Linked DNA regions of Oryctolagus cuniculus: region 1 is linked to region 2. The links are chromatin contacts, called in public Micro-C maps. All regions are on one chromosome and are shown on one strand. The core of a region is the stretch at or near the end of the contact, and the rest is flanking DNA. Distances in the headings are between cores, read along the strand shown.

The links. A called contact is a pair of places that touch in the nucleus more often than the background predicts.
Region 1: a Micro-C map of ear pinna shows a contact between it and region 2, with 5 times the contacts expected there. The contact joins the enhancer-like site here to the promoter of KIAA0319L in region 2. A contact is called at or near these places in 3 of 6 Hi-C or Micro-C datasets (ear pinna, embryonic fibroblasts and an unstated tissue).

Annotation. Positions count from the first base shown.
Region 1 is chr7:137,143,185-137,147,527 of mOryCun1.1, forward strand. It overlaps KIAA0319L (KIAA0319 like), which reads left to right. Exons shown (of 21, transcript XM_051832163.2): 7 at 2,205-2,292; 8 at 4,153-4,245. Among named protein-coding and RNA genes, the nearest start is that of KIAA0319L, 86 kb to the left of the region's middle. Within about 2 kb of position 2,562, at least 1 of the 8 cell types and tissues checked has an H3K27ac peak or open chromatin away from gene starts, as enhancers often do.
Region 2 is chr7:137,057,497-137,062,222 of mOryCun1.1, forward strand. It overlaps KIAA0319L (KIAA0319 like), which reads left to right and starts at 1,371. Exons shown (of 21, transcript XM_051832163.2): 1 at 1,371-1,507. It overlaps NCDN (neurochondrin), which reads right to left and starts at 1,311. Exons shown (of 7, transcript XM_051832167.2): 1 at 1,172-1,311.

The sequences.
Region 1 (4,343 bases), core at 1,312-3,811, 87 kb after region 2:
GATCCATCCTGATTGAAGAGTGGAGGACATAAATAGGGAGACCAGTAAGGAATCTGTTGAAAATTTGAGTGCAAAATGATAGTAGCCTGAGTAAAACAACAGAAGTAAAATAGAAATGTAAAATCATCTGTTGAGTTCATGCCATGTGCCAGATGTGATGTAAGTATTTTATGCAGCTAAAAAGAACTTCATAAAACCCCCAAGATGTGGGTATTAATATTTCCTTTACAAGTGACAAAATGAAAAGTTGGAAAACTGAAGTGATTTGGCCAGAGTTCACTAAGCTATTAAATGGTTGTTTGGGGCTATATAGAGCTTTCTATCTCCAGAACTCTCTCTTTTTTTTTTTTTTTTTTTTTTTTTTGACAGGCAGAGTGGACAGTGAGAGAGACAGAAAGGTCTTCCTTTTGCCGTTGGTTCACCCTCCAATGGCCGCCACGGCTGGCGAGCTGCAGCCGGCGCACCATGCTGATCCAATGGCAGGAGCCAGGTACTTATCCTGGTCTCCCATGGGGTGCAGGGCCCAAGGACCTGGGCCATCCACCACTGCCTTCCCGGGCCACAGCAGAGAGCTGGCCTGGAAGAGGGGCAACCGGGACAGAATCTGGCGCCCTGACCGGGACTAGAACCCGGTGTGCCGGCGCCACAAGGCGGAGGATTAGCCTAGTGAGCCGCGGCACCGGCCCAGAACTCATTTTAATAACTGCTGTGAGGAGTGGTTGAGAACCAAGGTGATGGCAGTGTGGCTGGAGACAAGTGAGTGGATGTGAGCAGTAAAATGGAGGGCAGCTGGATAAAATGTAATGATCAGTGAGTTGGATGGAGGTGTTGGGGAGGGAGGTCTGGGATAACCCTAGCCTTTTGGTTGGGTACCTGCATGGATGTTTCCTGAAACGAGGAGCATAGAAGAGGGAACAGCTTTGGGGGAGGTTTGCAGATGATGAGTTCATTTTTGGACAGGATGAGTTTGAGGTACCTGTGAAACATTTGAGTGGAGTTATCCATTTAGTAGCTGGGGGTGAGGGGCTAGGGATCAGGAGACAGCTCTGAGCAAGAGAGATAAATTTGCATGTCAACCCCAAACAGATGATAATTGAAGCCATAGTTATAGATAAGACCTACGGAGGAGAGTGTAGAGTGAAGGAGACTGAGGATAGAATCCTGGGTACACTGTCATCCTAAGGGTAGAGAGTGAGGAAGCAGAAGGAAATGAGTATGGCAGAGAGGTAAAACCCAGCAGGAAAGCATTAAAAGGAGATGGAAGTAATGAAAAATGCTACCTGCATCAATTAGTATTTACTCAAAGAAGGTAATCTTCAAGAAAAAACCACATCCTCCTGGAAGATGTTCACTACAGTATTAGTCATAATAGTAAAAAAGTGGAAAGAACTCAGGTATCCAACAATGTAGAATGCATATGTGAATTAGGACACATTTATTCATGGGCTATTCTGCAGTCATTAAAAGGCATATTAAAAAGATTGTGTGACAAAATGGGGAAAGTGTTCATACTAAATGAATGGGAGGAATAGCATTGAAAAGTTTGATACTTTCATTTTAGCTTGACCTTGAATACCACTGAAGTATGAGCTCTTCGAAGGTGGTAGAGATCTTACCTTGTTGCTCTGCCAACCCAAAGTCTGGGGTAGTGACTGGTACATGATTGGGTCTCAACAAATGTTTGTTGAACAAATGAGCTACTTTTTGTATGTAGTCAGGATAGGAAGAAAATAGAGGAATATAATGGATTGATGTGTTATAATATAGTGCGATAGTGGGTGATTTTATTTTTTTTTTCCCCATTTATGCAGTTAGTGAAAATGGTGATAGTGGGGAATTATTTGTTATTTTTACAAAATGTTTTTCTTTGAGGAACTGATTATTTTAATTTCATAACTCTGTGAAGTAGGCTGTTTGGGCCCTTAATGTTCTTCTGAAAAGAAAATGGGAGTACAGAGATATTGAAATCCCTTCTGTTCCGGAGTCAGCTAGTAATAAGATGCACATTAAAAGCTCTGTTTTTTTGTTTGTTTGTTTGTTGTTTTAGTTTAATTTATTGTTTCATTTCCTTAGCTAGTTTATACTTTTTTCCATTTCAGAAGCAGAGCAAAAGAATGAAAGGTTAAGCCTGGGAAAACTCAGATGTATGTATTCAATGTAATTGCTACGTTTTGTGGCTAACAGGTTTTCTCTTGCTTCCACAGCTCACTCCCGGCCTGTATGAATTTAAAGTGATTGTAGATGGTCAAAATGCCCACGGGGAAGGCTATGTGAATGTGACTGTAGAGCCAGGTATGTGTTGCCAGCTCCAGCTATGTCTCCATTGCTCCCTCTGCAGGCCTCCCAAGGAGATGAAGATTTGACTTCGGGGTTTTTAATTCCCAATCTTTTTTTGTACATATTAAATTTATCGAGCAATTCCTAGTTCAGTGTAGCAAAAGATTATAGTAGCAAGATATGTACTTTGTTCCAAGTGTTCTAATGGGAACAGTGGGCTTGGCAGGGGAGCATTAGTTAGGCAGCCCACAGAGCAGTGTGGCCTGAGCAATAGCCTGTCTCCCTGAGAACTACTCCCCCAAGTGGGCCAAGCTGAGAGCGCACCATGTGCTGTAATTAAGAGATAGGAAGAAACCAGAAGCCTTGGAGAAACATGCAGGAGAGCCAGCCAAGTGATAGGTCCTTTCTGATCTTCCAGAGTTCCTCATTGAAACCCTACCGTCCCTTCCACCTTGGAAACCAAATCCTGTCATTCTTTTTAAATGAGCCACTGTGGGTAGGTCACAGTGTAGTAGCAAGGTGTCTTGTTTTGGATTTTCAGAGAAATTTGGGAGAAGTTGAAGAGTGGCACTTACACTGGTAGAAATTCCTAATACTGTTTTTTTTTTTTTTTGATATTTATTTATTTGAAAGGCAAAATTACAGAGAGGCAGAGAGAGAAAGAGAGGTCTTCCATCTGCTGGTTCCCTCCCTAGATGGCTGCAATGGCCAGAGCTGTGCCAATCCGAAGCCAGGAGCCAGGAGCTTCTTCTAGGTCTCCCACGTGGGTTCAGGGGCCCAAGGACTTGGGCCATCTTCCACTGCTTTCTCAGGCTACAGCAGAGAGCTGGATTGTAAGTGGAGCAGCCGGGACTTGAACCAGTACCCATGTGGGATGCTGGCACTGTAGGCTGAGGCTTTATCTGCTACACCACAGTGCTGGTCCCCCAATACTGTTTTTTATCTTTGTTGGTACTTGATTCTCTTTTCATTTCCTAAACTTTGTAGCCAAAGTAATCATTTCACCTCCTTTAAAATGTATTAGCACTGGGGCATCACTGTGCCAGTAGCACAGTGGCACAGTGGGTTAGGCTGCTGCCTGTCAAGCTGACTTCACATATGAGTGCTGCTTCAAGTCTTGGCTGCTCCATTTCCAATCCAGTTCCCTGCTAATGTGCCAGGGAAAGCAGTGAATGATGGCCCAAATGCTTGGGCCCCTGCCACCCACATGGGAGACCCAGATGGAGTTCTAGGCTCCTGGCTTCAGCCTGACCCAGCCCTGGCCATTGTGGCCATTTTGGGAGTGAACAGATGGATGGACGATCTCTCTCTCTCTCATCTCTCTCTCTCTCTCTCCCCTCTCTAACTCTGCCTTTCAAATAAATAAGTGAATCTTTTAAAGAAATGTAATAAAATGAACACCATTTGACATTCCTCAAGGACAAAGTCATTGGGTTTGTAGCTCAGTCTTTTGGGTGGACCAGAGTGGTTTGTAACCTTCCTATCACTTAGCTATGGCAACCCCACACACAGCTCAGTGATGGCTGAGCTTTCCACCACAGTCTGTGCCAAGGGATGGTTTGCTTGCCAAGGCCTGTATCACACAAAGCTTGTGTGTTGTCCTGCTCCAGGCAGACTTGCCCCAAAGTAGTCACTTGCTGCTAAAGTGCTTTTTGTAAACTAGACAACACCTGAACATTGAAATTCAGAGTGCATAGGAATGGTCAGGTTTGGAAGTGACTTTTATCATCCCAGGGGTGTTGGTTTAGAATGGCAGCCTGGTCTTGAGACTTTCACATCTGGTGATGCCTCAACCATCTGTTAAGTATCCACTCAGATGTAGCTTTCTTCTATTAAATCCCCTTTCCCAATCTCTCCCTTGTCACCTTGTTACAGAACCCCGTAAGAATCAGCCTCCTGTTGCTATTGTGTCACCTCAGTTTCAGGAGATCTCTCTGCCAACCACGTCTACGGTCATAGATGGCAGCCGTGAGTACTGGTCTAAACGTGATGTTTTAGAAGACATTCACTGTGTTTCCTGGGTGGAACACCCTGGTGGAAGATTTGGGGCTGGACATGTCTGCATT
Region 2 (4,726 bases), core at 121-2,620:
ACACAAGAGGGACTGAGCATCCCTCTGCAGAGGAGGGGCGGAGGTGGGGGTGGGGGTGGGAGTGGAGGATGCAGGGAGGGATTAGCACAGAGGGAGGGGAGGGGAGGATCTGGAGGGGTGGCTTCCTCAGGACTGACCCCTCCTTAGGGGAGCTCTTCTAGGGGGCTGGACCTGCAAATCTCTAGGGATGAAGAAGGGACCCAGGTCCAAGGTCACCTACAGGAAGTGGGAGAGAAGAGCTGTTAAGCTGGACAGCTCTCCTCACTAGTCTCCTGGGGTGGGAGGGGGCTGGCCCCTGGCACCAGAGGCCAGGTTCGGCAGAGGCACACAGGGAATGAGCGGGGAGGACAGACAGGAAGGAATGGAGACACAGATGGTTCACGAGAAGTTGGATTATCCGGCCTCAGGCTGACACGGTGGGGTGGGGGGTCGGGAAAGGGCGCCCTGGGCTTCAGCAACAGTGAGAATATGAGGTCTCAGCAGGGAAGGCTTGGGGGCCCCTCCGGGGACCCCACCCCTCCAGCCAGAACTCTCAGCCGCCCCCGCAGGCTCCTTGCCTCCTCTCCTTTCCCTCCCTCGGGCAGAGGCTGCAGCAGCAGCAGCGGCGGCGGCGGCGGCGGCAGCGGCAGAAGCAGCAGAAGCGGCAGAATTAACCCCTTGCCCGCCCTCCCCATCCCACTCCCAGCCTGTGGGTGCCGGCAGGGGCTGGAGAAGCAAGGAGGGGTCCCAGGTAGCTCCCGGGACAACAGAGAATCCAAGAGCCGGATAATCAAAGCGGGGCTGCTGAGATGGGGAGATGAGGAGGGAGGAGGGTTCCTGGCGGTCACCACCTGTCCCGCCGCAGCCAGGTCACAACACGACATTGATGAAGTCACGACAGAGCAGCGATGAGATCACACTTCACGATGGCGCGGTGATGTCACGGAGAGATCACAGCAAAAATCACGACATGGGGGGGCAGCCCCCGAAGATGACAGGGCAAATTATTTTTAGAAAGATATATACTGAAAAGGGCTGTGACAAAATGGAGTCTTGACAGGGCACGATGATGTCGCGATATGGCGCGATGGAGTCGCGATAGGGTCCCCAGGGTGTGTCGGCATCGATCAGCGCCGGCTCCGAGAGGCTCTGGCTGGGATGCACGGGAGGGTCTGAAGGGGGCTGAGCTCACCAGGCTGCGGCCCCGAGCAGCAGCGAAGTCTCCTCCGGGCGCGATGCTCCAGGAGCCTGGGGCCGCTGCTCACGCCGCGTTGCCCACTCCGGGCTCCGGGCTGCTGCAGCTCCACCCCCACCCCCGCAGCGCTCTCGACCAATCCGTGGCCGCTTCACTCCGGGCGCTGGCCAATGGCACGGCTGGGCGCTAAGCCGCAGGGGCAGCCGCCGTGACCGCCATCTTGCTTGTGGGTATTGCCCGAGTCTGGGACTTGGGGCTCGTGCAAAGGACCAGGGTGTAGACTTCCTTTGGAGAGCGGGAGGCGAGAGTCTGGGGGCCCAGAGTCCTTCGTCTGTGCGTAATCTTATCCCTTCTAGACAGCCCCTCCTCCCCTCCGGCTCGCGGCTGAATTGCGCTTCCGGGGGTGGGCATGGAAGGGTGTGCTTCCGGGTTGAGCCCGGCAAGGTGGGAGGAGGCTGCGTTTCCGGCCTCCGTCGCTGTCCAGGGAGGCTGAGGCGAGAGGGAGCTGTCCGGGTGGGGAGGCCGCACTGGTTTCATCCTCTTCCTCCTTCTCGGGGTGAGGGGAGCGAAGGTTGGGGGCCCCGAGCCCATGGACCGGAAGGAGGCGGAGGCCGCCGAGAGCCGGGGCCCCGCTATGTGGCCGTGAGCCCCGGTAGGTGGCCGGGGGCGGCTAGCTGCCGGGCCGAGGACCATGAGCTCAGGGGAGGGCAGGCGGGACGGGCGATGTCTGGGGGTGCGCTGGCCGGGTGTTGGGACCCGGAGGTGGCGCTCCTGGCTCGGGCAGAGCAGCCTGCTGTTTCTGGCCTTGCAGGCGCGGAGCTTGGGTCCCCGGCAGGAGCCCGACTCTTTCGTGTCCGGGCCTGATCATGCAGCTCCCTCCGTCTCTTTTCAAACAGTCGGGCTCGTCCACCTTCGACCTCTGCAGCCTGGCCCTGAGCTACCGTCCCTGGTGTTGGGTCTCCCTCCCACTTCCCACCCCCCATCCCCCGCCCCCGATATAGAAGTTGATGCAGAATAAGGGCGTGTGCGGGGGGATATTGAGCACAATGTGGAACATCTGATGCGAAACCTGCCTCATTGAGGCTTTTGTAAACGATGCCCCTCCGAGGGTTCTGATGCGGCTGCAGTGAGCACAGAGGTGACATGAGGGAAGCCAAATGGAAAACCTCAGGCGTGGCGCTAGGAATGCTTTGTCTGCTCTCACTTAGGGGTGGTTGTGCCCAGCCGACCGTAGATGCAATTGGTGAAGAGCATTAGCCGACTCGCCTTGTGCTTTCTTGTGTGACGAACAGTCTGGAAACTAGGAACAAACTGGAAAGACAACCTCCCAGAACAATCTGTTCATTTTTCCAGCTATTTGGAAAACAATGTCTGCAAATATAAGCAAAGCTATTCATGGCAGTCTGTTCTGTGACTTTCCCAAATATCCGAGACTTTTTTCTTTAAAGCTTTATTCTTGATTACTCATACCAGCTAAATAGGCTGTTTCAGACGTGCGCTGTCGTTATTCAAACATATCTTATCGCTGTGTACATAAATGGAGTTCCACGTATGTAGCTGACAGACTGAACTATGATACATCCCCCATCAACCTGAAGTATTAAGTAAACATTACCCCCTGCTCTGTCTGAACAGCTGCTGCAACAGAGAGTGCTTTTATTTCGGGTGTACTTGTAACGCCCTAAATGCCAGAACCATCGGGAGCTTTGAGATTTTCATTTGTCAAGTGTTGTGGGGGTGTGTGTTCTCTCCCTGGGTTGTTACCCTTTGATTTGATAACAAACTGTTTGGATCTTGGTGGTGTGGTGTTGTTCCTGCTTCTGGTCAGCAAGCCTTTGCCTGGACCCTAGCAGGGATTTGTGCCCTTCGGCAATTGCAGGTTTCAGAGGAATGACTGGGAGTTCCCATGATATTAGCTGCTGTTCTTATGCACCATTTGTAAGACATTGCCCTTGTAATCAGCTTGCTAGTCCAATGGTGTTTATTACGCCTGTTTTCAAAACCTATCCACTTCTTTTCTGCGTTGCCCTCCTACCTGCCAGGCTATTGATGACAGGTGTTGAGTCACCTTGAGTTTTAAATCCTGTGGTAGGCAGTAATGTGTGTTGGGTAAGATACATACACACGGGCACACTCCCCCATTCTCTCTTGGGAGAGTGGAGAAGTTGCTGGGTGTACTTTCTAACTCAGCTCCATTTCATGATCTCTTGAACGGGTCTGGCCCACACACCTCCTTTCTACTCCATCCCGCCCTGCTCCCTCACTTCCAACTCCAAAACAGTTAGAAATAGCAATGGATGGTAGTGAATGAGAAAAATGGAGTCTGACAGATGCTTATGGCTCAGTGGAAACTTTTTCTTGGGTGGGCTGCACCTCAGTTTTGCAGCTGTGTGTGTCTGCTTCCTGGTGTTTGCGTTGATATCCCGTGCAGGCAGTGCTAATCTCTGTACATGCTGGCCAAGCGGTTGTGAGCCTGTGCCATTTGCCGGATGTGGAGGATGGGTGCATATTTAGGATAGATGTTTGAATAGCCACTTTAGAACTCATCCAACCCTCATAATGTTGCTATGCTTTATGTAACTTATACAGTATATAGCCACGTTGTGTAAACAGGCAGAAACTTCTGGAAAAATCAGTTTTTCTACTGGAAGGGACCTAAATCGTCCAGCTCCTAGATTCTAAAGTAGCCAGCACAGTGCTTGACATAAATATTTGTTGAACGTGTGTATGAATTTAAAGCAGGAATTCTAAATGACTCTTAGGGAGAGGAGGGAGTAACAGGGAAATATAAATCGGGTAGATTTTAAAGATAGTAGTGTGTGTAAGGGGGGGGGAGGACAGTAGCACACTGGAGGCTGCATGTCCTGTGTAAACATCAATCCCATTGGAGCTGGAATTGTGGTAGAGTGGGTATAACAGCTGCCTGTGATGCCAGCATCTCACATGGGTACCGGTTCATGTCCCGGCTGCTCCGCTGTGATCCAGCTCCCTGCTAATGGCTTGGGAAAAGTGGCAGAAGATGGTCCAAGTATTAGGGTACGTGCCACCCACGTGGAAGACCCGGATGAAGTTCTGGCTCCTGGCTTTGACCTGGCCCTGCGCTGGCCATTGTGGCTATCTGGGGAGTGAGCCAGCAAATGGAAGATCTCTTTCTGTCTCTTTCTCTCTCTTTCAAAATAAATAAATAATTTATTTTAATAAACCAATCCCATTGAAACAATTTAACAATACTGGGCCAGATAAAATCCTCAGGTTGATTTAGTTAAAAGAGGTCCAGCCTCTTCTTTTCATAGAGTATTTGGTCAAAGTCACAAAGCTGTTAGTAGCAGAACTGGAACTTGAACTCAGGTGTGGTGCTTTTTCCATTCTGCCACGTAGATAAATTACTGTTAGACTATAATGGAACACAAAGTGTTTCAGTTTTAAGGTAGATTCATTTCATATCCTTATGTTGTTATTCTGATAATTATAGGCTATGTCAAAGCACAGGTTTAACATTTATGGGCAGGGATGAGCACTGAAAGACGAATTTGAAGTTTCTCTTCTCCGCAG